2 separate regions of the Ovis aries genome follow, and region 2 is linked to region 1. The links are chromatin contacts, called in public Hi-C maps. All regions are on one chromosome and are shown on one strand. The core of a region is the stretch at or near the end of the contact, and the rest is flanking DNA. Distances in the headings are between cores, read along the strand shown.

What was found. A called contact is a pair of places that touch in the nucleus more often than the background predicts.
Region 2: a Hi-C map of liver shows a contact between it and region 1, with 3 times the contacts expected there. The contact joins the promoter of PAAF1 here to the enhancer-like site in region 1. A contact is called at or near these places in 2 of 16 Hi-C or Micro-C datasets (hypothalamus and liver).

What each region holds. Positions count from the first base shown.
Region 1 is chr15:51,871,629-51,874,580 of ARS-UI_Ramb_v3.0, forward strand. No RefSeq gene overlaps it. Among named protein-coding and RNA genes, the nearest start is that of PLEKHB1, 24 kb to the left of the region's middle. Within about 2 kb of position 1,528, at least 18 of the 54 cell types and tissues checked have an H3K27ac peak or open chromatin away from gene starts, as enhancers often do. A contact at or near this core is called in liver, where this site is marked.
Region 2 is chr15:52,059,154-52,062,105 of ARS-UI_Ramb_v3.0, forward strand. It overlaps PAAF1 (proteasomal ATPase associated factor 1), which reads left to right and starts at 1,370. Exons shown (of 13, transcript XM_042232752.1): 1 at 1,370-1,438. It overlaps LOC101104176 (cytochrome c oxidase assembly factor 4 homolog, mitochondrial), which reads right to left and starts at 1,918. Exons shown (of 2, transcript XM_042232755.2): 1 at 1,752-1,918.

The DNA.
Region 1 (2,952 bases), core at 278-2,777:
AGCTGAGTAAATTTGAAGCTCTAATTGGCTTTATTCAATGATCCATTAATAGTAACCCATCTAGTGGATAGAGAGGGACTCTGAGGACCTCTACAAAACAGAAGGCTTTTTATAGGCAACAGGGGGTTGGAAAAAAATGTTTCTAGTAAAGAACAGATTGATCTTCCTAGAGGGGACAAATGGGATCTATTGGGTGGGTTATCTCTCTAGCGCTGACCAGGTAATTCCAGGTCAAGTGGTTAAAGGTCACATTCCAAGAAGCTGAAACTGCAATTAGGTTAGGTTAAGTCCTGTTGACTTGTGGCTTAGCTCAAGTGACTCCATTTGGGGTTTGTTGTTTCATTTTTAACATATGAGGAGAGAGAAATGATTTAAAAGGTGGAATTCTTAGGACTTCCCTGGCAGTCCAGGGGTTAAGATTCTGTGTTTCCACTGCAGGGAGTGCAGATTTGATCCCTGTGAGTGGAACTAAGAGAGCTGATGCCACGTGGTGCACTGAAGTGAAATGAAAATGAAAATAATAAAAAGGTGAAATTCTTAATCAAAGGGGAAACAGGAACTCGAAATTTGAAAAATTCTCAGCCTATTCATATTGAATAAGAGAGTTCATTTAAGAGAGAATACAAAGGGTGTGGCAGGATTTGGTAAGATTTATATGGAGCTACCATTTCAACAGAAGCTAGGAGCTATTCTAGACAATGGGGAGATTGGTTGGTCATCTAAAGACAGGACCTATTGTCCAAGGCGATAGAAGAATGACCCCAAAGGCATTGCCATCACTGTCCCAAACTGAAAGGGCATATAAGGACAGATTAATTCCAAAGGAGAGGCTTCTGCTGCCTGGTACCCTTTCACATTGCAGGATCTGATCCCCTAATTCTGGCATCTAGCCCCGCAGCTGCCCTTGGTGTAGTGCAGGCCATGGTGGCAGCTCTTTCAGAGGTGTAGCCAGCTTTGTCCACCCAGATTCCAAAGAATGGACCCTTCTGGGCCTCTGGTGTGCAACCCCATCAGAGAACCACTTTAGGGTACAGCAGAGAGCTCCTATGATGGCAAAGCCCAGAAGAGTTGTGGGGGTGGGACTGCTCTCAAACCCCCAAACTGGTAGAGCCAGTTTTGAGTGTGAGATTCCACTTCCAGAGCCACAAGCACAAGATTCCAACCCACAAGAGCTGGGGTGTGGCCACTCCAGTAGGTCCAAAGTGCAGGTCCCTGCCCCAGTGTACCTTAGGGTTTTGGACTTGCTTAGGACTTGTTACCCCTTTCTTCTTTTGTTTAGCCATGCCACGTGGCTTGTGGGATCTGTTTCCTGACCAGGAATTGACCTGGGGCCCTCGGCAGTGAAAGCATGAAGTCCTAACCACTGGACCACAAAGGAATTCCTTTATTTCTCCTTTTTGAAGTAGGAATGTCTATCCTATGCCTGTCCCACCATTGTATTCTGGAAGCACATAACTTGTTTGACTTAATGGGTTCATAAGTTCAATCAACACTGAATCTCACCCATGTAAAAAAATTAATCAACAGAAGCGTCAGAGTCAGGAGACCAGAAGAGGGAGCTCTCAGACTCTGCAATGATAGTCTTTCCTGGCAAGGAATTAGCCAATGAAAAGCCATGAACTTTCTCACAGTCCTTCTTTTCCTCACTAATAAACCATTCTCCTTCCCTTGCCACGCAGGGACTTGCCACAGTTGCAGATCCCAAACTGCAATTCTCTGCTGATTCTGAATAAAGCCTTTTCTTCCCCCACCTGGAGAAGTAACTCGCAGTTTATCTGTTTTAGGTCAACACCCATTTCTAATTTGGATGAGACTGGTGGCCTAGACGGTAAAGAATCTGCCTGCAATACAGGAGACCTGGGTTCAATCCCTGGATCAGGAAGATCCCCTGGAGAAAGGAGTGGGTACCCACTACAGTATTCTTCCCTGGAGAATTCCATGGACAGAGGAACCTGGCAGGCTACGGTCCATGGGGTTGCAAAGAGTCAGAAACGACTGAGTGACTAACAATTTCACAGATTTAGGCTTTAGAGTCAGTACTTGAACAGGTAGATTTGGGGGTTACTGGGATGGAATGAATGTATTTTTCATGTGAGAAGGATATGGACTTTGGGTGGCCAGGGGAAGAAAGCTATGGTCTGAAAGTTTGTGTCCCTCCAAAATTTTATACCTTAAATCCTCCAAAAGATGATGGTATTAGTAAATAGGGCTTTGGCACATGCTTAAGTCATGAGGGTGGAACCTTCACGAACAGGACTACTTATAAAAGGGATTCCAGAGAGATCCCTCACACCTTTCACCCTGTGAGTTCACTGAAAAAAAGGTTATGGCAATGAACTAGCACCTCGCCAGGTGATCACACTGGTGCTTTAATTTTGGACTTCTCAGTCTCCAGAACCGTAAGCAGTAAATTTTCTGTTGTTTATAAACTGCCCAGTCTGTGGTATTTCGTTACAGCAGTCTGAACAGACTAATATAGAAAAGACATCCTGTGTTCATGGACTGTAAAACTTAAGATGACAAACTACCCAAAGTGATGAGAACAAAGAAGCAAGACTCACACTTCGAGGCTTCCACGTATACCACGAAGCTACAGTAATGAAAACAGTGTGGTAATGCATAAGGACAGACACACAACAGAAAACACAGAAATAAACCCTCACACATATGGCCACTTTTCAACAAGAGTATGAAGACCATTCAATGAGGAAAGGACAGTCTTCAATAAATGTTGCTATGCAAACAGTATTTATATGCTAAAAAGAATGAAGTTGGACCCTTATGTTATGTCATTTACAAAAGTAACTCATATTGATCAAAGATCTAAGCTTTAAGAGCAAAACTATAAAACTGTTAGAACAAAACGTAAGAAATAATCTTCATGATATTGGATTTGGCAAGGATTTTTCTGATATGACACCAAAAACATAAGCAAAAAAGGAAAAGATAATT
Region 2 (2,952 bases), core at 120-2,619, 190 kb after region 1:
TCCTTCTCCAAAGGATCTTCCTGACCCAGGGATTGAACCCAGATCTCCTGCATTACAGGCAGATTCTTTACATTTTGAGCCACTGGGAGAGCCCAAGAACTCTATAAGTTAAGTGAAGTTAAGTCACTCAGTCGTGTCCGACTCTTTGTGACCCCATAGTCAGTAGCCTACAAGGCTCCTCTGTCCATGGAATTTTCCAGGCAAGAGTACTGGCCCTACACAAAATTCATTTGCTTTGAAGGCAAGGGAGGAGGGAGAAAATGGGCTTCGAAAACAAACTTGGATTGGAAAATTAGCCTGGTCACTGACTCACTGGGATGCTTTGAGCAAATTACACTTTATAATCTCTCTTGAAAAACACACATCAAATCTATCTCACAGGACTGAAAACTAAATGAGATAATGCACGTAAGGAGCCTGGCACGTCCAGAGTTCAATAAATGATAACTCCTATTACTATACATGTTTCTTCTTTCTAAATATACTGAGCTCTTTAAAGGCAAGGGCAAGCCTCTTGAAACAATATGGTGGAAAGAACAGTGCCGTGGATTCTAAGCCAAGAAATCCGGATTCAAATACTGGCACCTCGTTTTACTATGCGCAAGCCTTAGCGTGCATTCCTTTTTTTTTTTTTTTTCCCCCGTTTTTTTGGCATGTGGGATCTTAGTTCCCCTACCAGGAAACGAACTATATAGTGTCCCCTATAGCGGAAGGGCAATCTTAACGACTGGACCACAGAGGAAATCCCTTAGTTTCCTTCCTTCTTAAGGTAATATTTAACTCACTTTACCGCAAGGAATAAGATGCTAATAAGGGACAAGTGCATGGGCTACGAAAGGACTTAATTCCCCACCTCAACCTGGCTTCAGTCTCTCATGAGTAAAAAGTGGAAGACCCTCGCTCAGAGACCAGGGCAGGATGGAAGGTCGGCAGTTGGTTCGCGAAGGCCAGCCTGGACTAAGAAGGCACTGAAAGGATGGGTAAGCAGAAAAACCCAAGCGGCCAAGTTACTTAAAACCACCACCTTCCGGAGAGGACGCAAGCGCACTCGCGAGCCCGCGCTGTGCCCGCTAGGCTTCACCGCGTAAGATCGCGGCACACAGTGCTCACCGAACAGGCAGACAGGAGGACTCGAACGCGCGCTGCTGCACAGCGGCGTCGGCTTCGCAGGCAGCTGTAACTCTACCGAATTACCCAGTAAACCTCGGGTCAGGAACCAGCTTCCTGCAAGGAGCGCGCGCGCAAAGGGGCGGGGAGAGAAGGAGAATACATCACGTATTTCCATTAGCGGCTTTTCGGGTAGATCCCGCCCTTCGTTCTCGACGTAGGCTCTGTGGGGCATCCACTTCCGGGAGAGAGCGGAAGGGGCGGGCTGGTGGAGGCGGGCCAAGATGGCGGTACCTTTGAGGATTCAGAGCGACTGGGCCCAGGCTCTCAGGTGAATCCAGGTCCAGAACTGGGACATAGGAGGCGGGTAGCGGATGTTGCCTTTACGTTAAGGAGCGCCATCCCCGACCCAGGATGTCCATAGGGGTTGCCTCATCAATTGTTGAGGGAACCCTGGGCCTAGAAGTCTCAAAGCCACATGGTCATTGTTTTTCCTTCTCAGAAGAGTTATGTATCCCAGGAAACACGTATGCGTCGTGTGATGGCAGAGGCAGAATAGCATCAATGAGTTGGAGAAAGACAGGAAAACTGAGAGGCAGGAAGACTCTTGGCCAAATAGTCATGGTCATTTAGCAAATACTTACTTATCAGCTATTTCCAAAAGTCCCAGCAATCTGCATTACCAGGAGTCTTGGCATCCTTCTCGACCCCTGCTGCTAAGTCACTTCAGTCGTGTCCGACTCTGTGCGACCCCATAGACGGCAGTCCACCAGGTTCCGCCGTCCCTGGGATTCTCCAGGCAAGAACACTGGAGTGGGTTGCCATTTCCTTCTCCAATGCATGAAAGTGAAAAGTGAAAGTGAAGCCGCTCAGTAGTTTCCGACCCTCAGCGACCCCATGGACTGCAGCCTTCCAGGCTCCTCTGTCCATAGGATTTTCCAGGCAAGAGTACTGGAGTGGGGTGCCATTGCCTTCTCCCAGTGGTGTGTTAGTCATGTTGTGTGTAGTCCATGGGGTCGCAAAGAGTCGGACACAACTGAGCGACTTTCACTTCACTTCACTTCACTTCACAGGTCTTTTCAGGGAACAGTGTAACACTTAAACCATGTCCAGACTCTGACCTAAATAGATGCTCGGCGGAGTTCAGATGTGTACTCTAAACTTAAGGGTGGTTTCTGCCTTTGAGACGCTAACAGCTTAATTGGAATGAACAACAAACCATTCATTTATTTATTGTGTATCATATACTGTGCAAGTTATTTTGCCAGGCACCAGAATGAGTACAGCCGTACCGAGATGTTCAGCCGCTAAGTCGTGTCTGCCGTGGACTACAGCCGGCCAGGCTCTTCTGTCCTTGGGATTTCCAAGGCAAGAATACTGGAGTGGGTTGCCGTTTCCTTCTCCAACAGCAGTGCCATGAATGGCAACTATTATACTAATAGGTTTTAAAAATGGAAACAATGGTGAAGATGAATGGAACATAGTCTCCTGAGTTTAAGAAACTTATGCCTTACTAGGTGGGCTGAAAAGAAACCTTATTACTACAACACCAGATGTGTAATAGGAGGAACACTGGCATTTATTGAGGACCACCTACCTTTGCAAGAACACAAGTTCAGAATCAAGAAGTAAGTTGCCCAGGATAGTGCAGCTAATAAGTGTTTCATGATGAAGTACTTGAGCTTCACTTAACTAACAGGTCTATGCATTAAACACAATCCATAAGTATTTCTTCAATAAAGTTTGTCTATGCCTGGATAACGTATTAGACTGATTTGTGTAAGTGCTCTGGCTAAACTGGAAATTATATGTTCTTTCTCCCCTTCATCAATAACATCCATTTTG